Linked DNA regions of Mus musculus: regions 1, 3 and 4 are each linked to region 2. A link is a contact called in public promoter capture Hi-C data. All regions are on one chromosome and are shown on one strand. Each heading gives the region's core, a stretch centred on a gene start, on an enhancer-like site or on the middle of the called end of the contact. The rest is flanking DNA. Distances are from core to core; before and after follow the strand shown.

Evidence for each region. Promoter capture Hi-C pulls out the DNA fragments that hold promoters and counts their contacts. Capture Hi-C pulls out chosen DNA fragments and counts their contacts.
Region 1: a promoter capture Hi-C map of liver shows a contact between it and region 2, with 2.8 times the contacts expected there. The contact joins the promoter of Insig1 here to the promoter of Hadha in region 2. A contact is called at or near these places in 1 of 484 Hi-C or Micro-C datasets (CD4 T cells), 2 of 115 datasets of contacts at active chromatin or transcription factors (astrocytes and thymic regulatory T cells) and 2 of 9 other capture datasets (adipose tissue and liver).
Region 3: a promoter capture Hi-C map of pre-B cells shows a contact between it and region 2, with 3 times the contacts expected there. The contact joins the promoter of Depdc5 here to the promoter of Hadha in region 2. A contact is called at or near these places in 3 of 39 promoter capture datasets (hippocampal neurons, liver and pre-B cells) and 2 of 9 other capture datasets (adipose tissue and liver).
Region 4: a contact with region 2 is called in a promoter capture Hi-C map of the C10 cell line, with 4 times the contacts expected there. The contact joins the promoter of Pisd here to the promoter of Hadha in region 2.

Annotation. Positions count from the first base shown.
Region 1 is chr5:28,069,995-28,072,694 of GRCm38.p6, reverse strand. Insig1 (insulin induced gene 1) reads right to left here and starts at 1,283. Exons shown (of 5, transcript NM_153526.5): 1 at 900-1,283. The coding sequence starts at 1,257. All of the region lies in intron 1 of Gm35223 (a long non-coding RNA gene), which reads left to right.
Region 2 is chr5:30,153,598-30,156,297 of GRCm38.p6, reverse strand. Hadha (hydroxyacyl-CoA dehydrogenase trifunctional multienzyme complex subunit alpha) reads left to right here and starts at 1,318. Exons shown (of 20, transcript NM_178878.3): 1 at 1,318-1,416. The coding sequence starts at 1,350. It overlaps Hadhb (hydroxyacyl-CoA dehydrogenase trifunctional multienzyme complex subunit beta), which reads right to left and starts at 1,045. Exons shown (of 16, transcript NM_145558.2): 1 at 959-1,045.
Region 3 is chr5:32,862,446-32,865,145 of GRCm38.p6, reverse strand. It overlaps Depdc5 (DEP domain containing 5), which reads right to left and starts at 1,425. Exons shown (of 43, transcript NM_001170567.1): 1 at 1,325-1,425; 2 at 447-569. The coding sequence starts at 504.
Region 4 is chr5:32,784,288-32,786,987 of GRCm38.p6, reverse strand. Pisd (phosphatidylserine decarboxylase) reads left to right here and starts at 1,362. Exons shown (of 8, transcript NM_177298.3): 1 at 1,362-1,439. The coding sequence starts at 1,375.

The sequences.
Region 1 (2,700 bases), core at 34-2,533, 2.1 Mb after region 2:
TCATAATGCTGCAGGTGAGCCTGAGAGCAAGCAGCCTTGGAAATCAACAGTTAAGTGTCCTGCATCCTACATTTAACCCATGACTCAGCTACAGCACAGCACCCAAGCCCAGCATATAAAGCATAGGCAGGCAGTCAATAAAAGCTGGCTTCAAAGCAGACAGGCACTGCTCCTGCTGTCCTGTGGCTGCAGATTGGAGGAAAGATGCACCTGAGCAAATACTGCCCACCTACACAGGACAGGACAAGGACAAGCAGGGCTGAGGGGGGAGAAACACTTGACAAATGGTTATCAACGCTGTACACTGTAAACTATGCAGGATCTGTTGGACTGTAATTACTCAACACTTTTGGCAAAAAGCAGCAAAATGATCAAGGAAAGAAAAAAGACTGTGGCACTGTTACAAGTTTCGTTGGGCCTAAGAGGTGACACCATAGGTGTGCTTAGGCCCAAAGGCTCCTTTTTTCCTCCTGTCCCAAGTCTACTGGGCACGGAGTTCCAGAAGGTTTGGCTGATAGCCACAATCTGCAGAAGGCAGAGAAGTCTGTCCCCTGGCAACTGCCTCTTGAGCGCACGTGATGGTTTGTTTTCAGTTATCCAGCGAGGTAGCACGTTTGCTCAGGCAGCCAATAGCTGCGTGGTGCTGCCCTCACCAGTTCTCCAGGCGGCCAATCCTGGCTTCTGGCTCAACGAGACAGCTGCGACTCCTCCACTTAAACTGCCAATTATCTCCTGACCTCATCTCCATCACTAGTCCCTCCAACTTCCGCCTGTCGCTCGCCAACGTCTGGGGTTTCCTACCCTCTCCGTTCTCCTTTTCTTGTAACAAGGGTGACTTTAACAGCTGACGTGTCCCTTCATCCCCCTCCCCCACCCCAAGAACAAGGAAAGGCACTCACCCGCTGCCGTGCCACAGCACGGGGGCACCCACCAGGCGGAGGAGAAGATGGTGGCTATCACCTCGTCGGGGAAGAGCGTGACATTCCGCTGGATCTGCAGCAGGTTGAGCACCAGGGCCAGGACCACGCCAAATGAGAAGAGCACTAGGCTCCGCTGCACCAAGTCGTGGTGCCAGCTGCCCGGCCGCGCGCTGCATCCTGTGGTTCCCGCTCGCTGGCCCCGGGGCGCGTGCTCGGGTTCGGGGACTCCGGGGCCCTGCGGACAAGCGGCCGCCGCAATCATGCCTCGCGGGAGGCTGTACGGCCTCGCAGCGCCCGCGCTTGGATAGTTCCAGACGTGGTCGTGCAGCCTGGGCATCGGCGTCCAGGCACAGCATGGAAGGTACACGCCACGACACTACACGTACCGCGCCCGGACGGCCCAGGAGCGGCCGCGGCCCCGCGCGGTTTCCGCTTATAAGGCAGGCTGCCACCGGAGCCACGTGACCTCACCCAGCCTATCCGCCGCCCGCGCGCCCTGCTGGGGGGCGTGTCTTCAAGCGGCCCCGCCCTGTCCGCGCGCCTGTCCGCTCGGGGTCTGGTGAGGCCGCCGGAGCCAATGGGAGGAGGGCGGCCCATATGACGTATGCACACGCCACCGGGGGGGTGGGGCTGGTGCCCGGCACGCGCTCGAGCGCGCGCTATTCGGGCAGGCGCCGGGGCGGGCACCGGAGCGGGCGGCCAGCGAGTCAGATGGTCCGATGCTGCCCTATTGCGCTGCCGGACCTCGGTTTCTGAGATAATGAGGTCCACGCAGGTCCGAAGGAAAGGACCCGGAGCGCAAACCCTCCTGAGTGCTTAAAAGACCTGGGATCGCTTGGGCTGGCTGCTAATGGCAAGTGCTCTGCAGGTTCACAGCTCAGACCAGGGCTCCCCTAGCCAAGACGCCACCGGCTAAAACCACAGGGTGGTGAGCAGGCCTGAAAAGGCACTGTGTGTGTGTGAGACCTTAGGTAAGGAATGTGGCTTTGTGCCAAAAGTGTAAAACAAAGTCACCCTCCTAAGCAGGCTGTTTCTCAGAGATCATGGGGGCTGTCATTTTCCCAGCGTGACACGGGTGTGGAGACCTGGCTGTCTTTCCCTCACAGCCTGTCCACTCCTCTCTTAGGCGGCTCTATGCGTTGTTTGGAAGAGCTTGAAGCAGTTTTGACTTCAAGGAATGTTGCAACTTGGGTCTTCGCCATTTTCCACACTCTGGCCAGTCCATGCATGTGAGGTTTCATGGGCATACACACACGGGGGTTGGGGACATCAGTACTGTATGGTGTATTACAGCAACATGGGAGCCTTTTTGACAGCAAGAAAGCAGGAGGGCCTGCCCAGCTTCAGCTGATAGGAAATTGTTAAAGGCAGTGAGTCTCTGCTGTGGGATGTAGCAGGTGCTGCCTCTACCACCCATCATCAGCTGCAAGTACTCTAAACAGATGTTGAGAAAGCGACACCTGTGTAAATACACACAATTTTGCCCCCAAGGAACAGACACATCGCTCATAGGAAACTTGGCCCTAAGGAACAGACATGCCAGTCACTTGCAGGAAGCTGGCTTGATGGGACAGTCCCAGACCCTGCACCCACGCCCCAGCACCAAGCATCTGTCTTGTGAGCACTGAGATGTAATTCAGTCCCTTTTTCTCAAGCCATTTTGCTTGTCTTTACAGACTCTCCCCCGGATTTTTTTCCTCTTGTTATAATTCTTACCAAGTAGGCTAAGAGGTTCTAATAATACTTTGTGTGCTTTTGTGATGCTTGCCTGGGGGCAGGG
Region 2 (2,700 bases), core at 69-2,568:
CTTTTTTGCAATTTACTCCGAAGTGGTCATTTAGTACCAGCTTAAAGTGTTCTTGGTGGTGGAAGACTTAGTTTGACTAGAGCTTTAAAACAGGACGCTCCTTTCTTTCTAGAATCATTTTAGCCATTTCTTTCCTGTGTGGCAGAATAATCAATTAACTAGCAAGTGCCACTTCTGTTTGAATCCTGGCTTGCCACAGAGAAGGTATTATAATCTTTCTGAGCCTGTCAAGTCACCGAAAGTGCAAATGAAACGTGGGGTTTGTGCGTATTAAACAAAATGGTGCACACACCGGAAGCTGACTTTACTTTCTTTTGAAAACAATCAGTTTATTTCAGGGCTCATCTTTCCAGCACCAAAACAAACAACTCACACCCTGGCGCCCAGAAGAGCTGAACTCTCAATTAAAAGTAGACTTAGGTTCTAGACTAATTCTACCACCTGTGGCGCAGTCTCAGTCACTAGCTACGGCTACTTCACAGAAAAAAGAGTGAGGGGTGGCAGGTTTGCCCAGATGTTTGCTGGGTTAGAAAATGTCCGTGAACCCTGGATCACCAAGCAGACTGGAGGACTGTCTTGGCTGCTTTCACCCCCGAGACCCGCACTTAACGACGCGTTCTCAATCTCTACAGCCGCCAGACTGCCTAGACAGGTCAACAACAGGGGAAACGACACCGCTCTGACACAGCCCAGCGTTTCACACACACGCAATCCATTCGTAAACCTGAAGTGACAAATGCAGACAGAAGACACCGCTGCCGCGAGCTACGCGAGAACGCGACCACCGCCCGCCCTGAGGCGGTTCGCACTGGAGGCCTGGACCAGCCTGTCCCGCTCTTGGGACTTCGACCCTCACAGCAAAGGGAAGCGGCCGCGGGCATCGACGAGAAGAGTCGGGAGCAAAGTGGCACCTGCCTGTGGGGAAATCAGAAGAAAACCGAGAAGCGCGCTGCCGCACCTTAGAGTCCGCGAAAACTGCCGCTGCCAACAAGGTCAAGTCCAGACTGACAAACGTCCGCCCACGCCGAGGGGCGGCTCCCGCTCCGCAAGGACCCCCTCTCGCCCCGCCCGCCATCACCGCGGCATTTACGGGCTGCCCGCTGAACGCCTGAGCAGAAAGTCAGACACTCCGCCCTCTCCTCGGAGGTCCTTAGTCTCACCTTCAGAGAAATCATCCTTTCGGCTCGCTTAGTTGAGAGCAAGAGGTAGGGCGACAGGACGGGTGGCAACTCAGAGTCTGCGTTTTAGTAAGGCGGCACTTAGGACACCCTGCCGGACAGGCTCAGAAAAGAAAAGCCCTCGGCTCCATTGCCCCCCACTAGAAGAGCTTTCGTCCTCTTCTGCTCAAGATGGTGGCGTCCCGGGCGATTGGCAGTCTCAGTCGCTTCTCTGCCTTCAGGATCCTACGCTCCAGAGGTGAGCCTGGAGAGGGCTCGGGAGAGTCTCGGAGTGCCTTCAGGAACTGGGGCGGCGGGGAGCAGCGTTTGCCTCTCACTGTCTGCCTCCCACCCCTTTCCCGGGACCCGTGGAAATGGGGCTACTGTTCCGAGACCCTATTTCCTGTGTCCTTGTAAAGGAACTGTCACACCCTCTCTCGCCCTGCTCCGGCAGTGTCAGGCTCTCCCCTAACTTTCCTGAGTCTTTTCCACTTAGTCTGGCAGTTTGCGCAGGTCTCTGCTGTAGCCCTGAGCTCACGCCCCTCTTGTCTCCCTTAATGTTTGTCTTGGCCCTGACACCGCTAAGTTCGGAGGACTAAGTAAGACCTGTCACATTTTTGAGGCTCTACTACATGTTAGTCGCCATAAGAGATATCTATCAGCCTTCTCGGTGACATTGACTACTAGCCTTACAGATCAATGCCACTCCTTGATCTTTTCCGTCAAAACCATTTTTCCCCCCCAGAGAACTCAGCTCTCCCACTTCAGTAATCTTAGTTTGAATGTATAGAAGGTTGAAACTGGAGGTTCTCCGACTTAGGCAAAGAAATTTTGATGAGGAAAAAAATTTTTGATCACTTAGAAACTATTTCTAATCTCATTTCTGTCGATTCCCAGTCAGGCTCCAGGAACTGCATTCCTTTTCAAGCTGGCAGTGAAAGGGTTAAAGGGGTGTTGTTAGAAAACAGCCTTTTCCCAGACATCCCAAATCTGTAAGGGCAAATGTAACTTCATTGTGTATCATACTTGATACTAGTTACTTCCCAGACTTTAGTTTGTAACGTGAATTCACTTTAATTTTCCTCACAAAAAAAAAGGGATGCGTGTAGAATTTACTTCTCTTACCCTCCCCTGGCATTTAATTGATTGAATCTTTTTCTACTTTTTTAAAAACCTCCATAGATCGATTATGTGTAAATAGCCAAAATTGCTACCCACCAAAAAAAAAAAAAAAAAAAATTAAAAAAAAAAAAAAAGTGAAGTGGACTGGGTGCTAATTCACCTTTAATATTAGGTGGGTCTTTGTGTTCCTGTCTGGTCTACATAGTTCCAGGCCAGTCAGGGCTACACAGTGAGACCCTGTCTTTTAAAAAAAAGAAAAGAGCCGGGCATGGTGGCACACGCCTTTAATCCCAGCACTTGGGAGGCAGAGGCAGGTGGATTTCTAAGTTCAGGGCCAGCCTGGTCTACAGAGTGAGTTCCAGGACAGCCAGGGCTATACAGAGAAACCCTGTCTCGGAAAAACCAAAAAAGAAAGAAAGAA
Region 3 (2,700 bases), core at 176-2,675, 2.7 Mb before region 2:
AAAAAAAAAAAAAAAACCAGGAGGAAGGACTTGGATGCAGTCCATAGAGTCCTTTTCTAGTAAACTTGTGGCCAAGCACTCACTACACAGAAGAAAAACAAAAACAAAACAAACAAAAGCAGGAGGAAAATTAACTCAGGTGTGGTAGAGTATTTCCAGATACACAGGCAGGAGGATAATGGGTTCAAAGCCAGCTTGGGCTACACAATGAGTTCTAAATGAGCCTTGGAAACATGGTAAAACCTGGATTCAAAATACAACCCAACAAACTCTGAATGTGAAGAATGCTTTTCAAAAAGATCCTGTGCTCTCATTTCCAACCATCCCTGATCTCTGATACTGCTCCACTCTTACCTGTCCAGTCTCCCTTGTGATATGGGTAATTTTTAAGGCACATCATAACTTCAGCCAACTTACACAATCCCCAAATATCAATCAATACTGACCACTGCCCCCAAAGCCCTTCTTGTGGATGACAAGTTTGTAGACCTTTGTGGTTCTCATTTTGTCTTGTGATTTCTTCAGCTGTTCCAATCTTGGAGCAGGGAAGTCATCTTGCTTTCCTGCTACTGAAACACAAATAAAAACATCGAGGATGTCAGGCTTCCTAAATTTGCTCTTTAATTTTAGACCTTGAAGGTACTGGTGGTTGTTCGGCTGAAAGGCGTGCCAACCCTTGCATTATATCGCTCCTCCAATTACCAAGAGAGACAAACAAATAGAAGTGTGCTTTAAAAATTAAAGGGAACTTGGGCTCAGATCTCGTCCATCCTCTAAAGCTATTTTCTCTACCGCATACCTAAAAGGGAGGCTTGTGGTGAGAGGGGCACTACCTTGTTTTTGTCTGCATCAGGAACACCAAAATAGTACAGGGATATTCGAAGAGGTTAGTCCATCACATAAGTAGAGGAACGTCAAAACAAGGGATTCGCCCAAGGTCACTCGAACTGTTATGCACTCCCATGACTCGCGGTCCACTAACAATGTCCTGGGGAAAAGAGAACTGAGGAAGGCTGCGGTTTCCTTGCCGACCCCTCTACTGGTACCAACTCTCAGCGGACCGTCCTGCCTCCATTTCACCGCTGCGGTCCGGGAAGCTTGGTGAGAGAAAGACTGGTCCAAGGTCACACGGGGAACTGCAAGAAGAGTCGGGCCTCGAACCTGGCTCAGGGACCCTTCCTTCAAGCCCCTCAAGTCTCAGCCCGAGGTTGGCGCTCGACTCCCCCCCCCAACCCCCCCACTTCCAGAGCCCCTGCGCGCCTCAGGCCCGGCCCGAGGCCAGATTCCGGACAGATCTCCCCAGGACCTCCTCAGGATATCCCACCTGAGCCCCCACAGTTCGCGCAGCTTCCGCACCAGGGCTCTAGGAACCAGACAGACAGCACCACCGAAGAGCGCTCACCTGAGCCCGCGCCGCTCCCGAGGCTCCGCCCCGAGTCCCCGCCCCTCGCCAGTCCCTGCTCAGCCGGCTTGGCCGCTCTAGCCCAGCCTCCGCCTCGTCTCGGTGGCCGCGCCACTTCCTCCTCCGGGGCTGCGGGGAGGTGGGGGGGGCGGGGCGGGGGGGAGGCTGGGGGCGTGGCGTTGAGTCCGACTTCAAACCGAGTTCCCGTTGGCGTTTCCCGCCACCGTCTACAGGGCTGCCCGCTTTGCATGGAAAATTTGAAAATAGAGCCACAGCCAAGACCTTCGTTTCAGAAGAGCGAAGTGATTTCGTAATAGGAGAAACTCGAGAGAGTCGACTCTTACCTCGCGGAGCTGTTTCCATGTGTTTGACGAAGTTAATAACTAAACCTGGTCCAGAGGGCTATTGAGAAGTGCAAAAGTCTCTGCGGGTGGTGGCTCCCCCTCCTAATCCAGGTTCTGTAGAGACAAGAGTGCTGAACATTCCCTAGAGTTCTTGGGCTATGTAGCAAGAAAACGGGGGTGTGTATAATTCATGAGCGAGTTACTAACTTATTGAAAACTGTTAAATATAATTAAGAAGTACAAGTTAATGATAAGTACAAATGTAACATGTACAGAGACAAGCTTGGAAGGAGAAACCAATTTACATTACCCATTATATACTCTTTTGTTGTCAAAATTAAACCTAATGTACATAAGTCAAAACAAGTGTACAGTAAACTTAAAGTTTGTTTGATTAAAAAAAATATTCAAAACATTGAATGCCCGAGTACAATGGGTTAAATCTACAATAGGCTCGCATGGCAGAAGGCCCAGTAGTTTCCTTAGATGGGGCATAAATCATCCAACCAGAGTAAATTGCGTGGTGGCACACGCCTTTAATCCCAGCACTCAGGAGGCAGAGGCAGGCGGATTTCTGAGTTCGAGGACAGCCTGGTCTACAAAGTGAGTTCCAGAACAGCCAGGGCTACACAGAGAAACCCTATCTCAGAAAACCAAAAAAAAAAAAAAAAAAAAAAAAAACCAAAAAAACAAAAACAAAACAAAACTGTAAGTTGTGTGTTAGCCTCATTACAGAGTAAGGATTCATGGGAAGAAGAACCTGCTAGAAGGCCTGACCTGTTCCCACCTTGTAGGCCAAAACAAACAAACAAAGCCAAAAACCTCCTTATCTAAAGATGAATTATTCCTCATGTCTCAAAAAATGGAGGTGGGAAAGGTAGATTCTCTTGTCCATTGGAGGATCTCAGAGTCTGCACCACATCCTAAATGACTTAAAGAGCAGAGACAAATAGC
Region 4 (2,700 bases), core at 113-2,612, 2.6 Mb before region 2:
TCTTTTTATTATGTGTTTTTAGTTTTGCTCCTTTTAAAAAAGGTATATACAGTATATTTATAACATGTTTTCTAAAGAATTGAAAAAAAATAGTGTTATATAAAACTAGGGTTTTTGTTTTGTTTTGTTTTGTTTTGTTAAAACAGGGTCTAGGTAGCCCAGGCTGGCCTGGAATTCAGGACACTCCAAAATACTGGGATTCCAGTGTTATTTTGAAATAACTCACCTCAATCATTTGAATTACAACACTCAATTCCATACCAAAATTATGTTGTGTGTGTTTCTTTTCCAGGCTCTGGAAAAGTATGACAAAGGGAGGTGTTTGCCTTGAATTACCAAACTTGTGACTTCTTAGGTTCTCTCTCTCTCTCTCTTTTTTTTTTTTTTTTTTTTTTTTTTTTTTTTTTTTGGTTTTTCGAGACATGGTTTCTCTGTGTAGCCCTGGCTGTCCTGGAACTCACTTTGTAGACCAGGGTGGCCTGGAACTCAGAAATCCTCCTGCCTCTGCCTCCTGAGTGCTGGGATTAGAGGGGTGTGCCACCAAGCCCGGTTTAGGTTCTCTTTAGTGGCTGGTTTTGCTGTAAGTGAATTTAAGTAACTATCCAGAATTAATCTAAAGCACTAATTAGCTTATCCGTTTGGTGTTTACTAGAAGAAAAATCAGGGCTGCCTTCCTTCAGTTTTTGCATTCAGGTTCAACCATTTTTCTAGGGCCTTAAAAGGGGGGCGGGGTGTTCAGATCATGGGTTTTGACACCAATGATGTAGAAATACTGGATTTTCTATTATTATACAATTTGCGAGCCCTTTGTGGGGTTAATGTGCCCTTGAGAAAGTTGCTTATCCTCGCAGACCTTTAAAATGGTAATAATATCCAAGGGCTGGCTGCGGGTCTCCAGCGCTTAGGAAAAAAAACAAAAACAAAAACAAAACTGTTATGTACCACTGAAAAATTCGTTTTCCCCTCATAACTGGAAAGTACAGGAGAAAGCACCATCACCGGGAGCCTAGTTTAACAGCTTTCCATATTTCTTACATAAACCCCTCGCCTCTGGAGCCCCATCAATGAGATAAGAATAGACACCCCGTTCCAAGGGATCCAACGCCTTCTTCTGGCCGCCGAGGGCGCCAGCATCCTTGTGCCATGCACACATCGTGACTGAGCACAAGGTGGCTCAGATTTTTCGGGCACAGGAGCGGCTGTCCCATCGCCCCGGCGCGCCTGCCCACACACTCCGCGGGGGTGGGCCCGGCAGAGGCGGAGCCGTACGCAGAAGCTTCCGGGCCCAGCCTTTCACGTTCCTGATTGGCCCGGTGACGACAAGGGCGTGCGTCCGAAGGCGGAAGGGGGCGTGTCCGCTCAGGAGGAGGCGAGATGGCGGCGTCTGGGGGCCGCGCGTGTGTGCGCTCGCTTCGTGGAGGTGTGCTGTGGCGGAGCAGGTATGGCCGGGCGGGAGGCTGCTGGGGTAGGGATCAGCACAGACCAAGCCAGGCTCTGAGAGCGAAGCCAGTTCTCGTCGCCGGCTCGCCGCGAGTAGGTCTGACAGGAAGGACACGGAGCCACCTTTCGGCTTCAGAACAGGTGCTACAAGCCACCGCGTGGACCGTGAAATGGGTGTGGCCTAAAGGCTGGGTGAAAGTGCACAGGGACAACCAAACCCACCATATTCTGCTGCCCGCTGGTCTCTAGAGTGGAAGCAGAGTCGATCTCCTTTTCACGGGTGTTTGCCTTCCTACCAGGCTGGTGTAACCTGGAAGAGCACGGCACGGCAAAGCGACCTTCACTTGGGGTTCTAAAGCTTTGAGGCGAAAGAATTAGGTTTCTTTATCTGAAAAGTCTGTGGTGGAATTGTGGTCCTTATCCTGCTGACCCCAAACGTCTGGGTTACTTAAGTTCCTAGGCAGCTAGAAGTGGGAGAGCGACATGAGGCATCTATTGTGACTGTTCATTTGGCTTTTTGTCTGCTCCAGACAGTTTCATTAGGTAACCCAGGCTGGCCTCGAAATCACAGCTATCCCCCTGCCTCAGCCTCCCAAGTGCTTCCAAAAAGCCGAGATTACTGGCATGTTTCAGCTGTTTATTCTTTTTTGAAGGGTAGGAGGGGAGAAGAGGAGAGAGTTCTTAACCCAAATGAGAGAGAAGAAACAGTTCTCAACTTGGCTGAGTTACTTAATAGCCTACATACTTATTTCTTTTTGGCAAAGACTACTTCTACCTTTTTACACCGTGTGTGTGTATGCATATGGGTGGTTGCAGGTGTCCATAGGACCATCAAGAGTCTCCTGGAATTGGAGGAATTACAGGTGGTTGAGAGCCATCTGACATGTATGCTGGGAACCAAACTCTGGTACTTTTTTTTTTTTTTTTTTTTTTTTTTTGGTTTTTTGAGACAGAGTTTCTCTGTGTACCCCTGGCTGTCCTGGAACTCATTCTGTAGACCAGGCTGGCCTCGAACTCAGAAATCTGCCTGCCTCTGCCTCCCAAGTGCTGGGATTGAAGGCTTTACCACACCTGGCTCAACTCTGGTTCTCTTAACTGCTGAACCATCTCTACACCACCAACATTGCTCAATTTTTAAAATGTGTGTGTGTGTGTAAATATTTTGCCAGCATGTATGTCTGTGTGTGCCCTGGTACCCATGGAGGCCAGAAGAAAACATTCTAGCTTAATTGGTGACCTTTAGGCTAGTGATGGACCCTG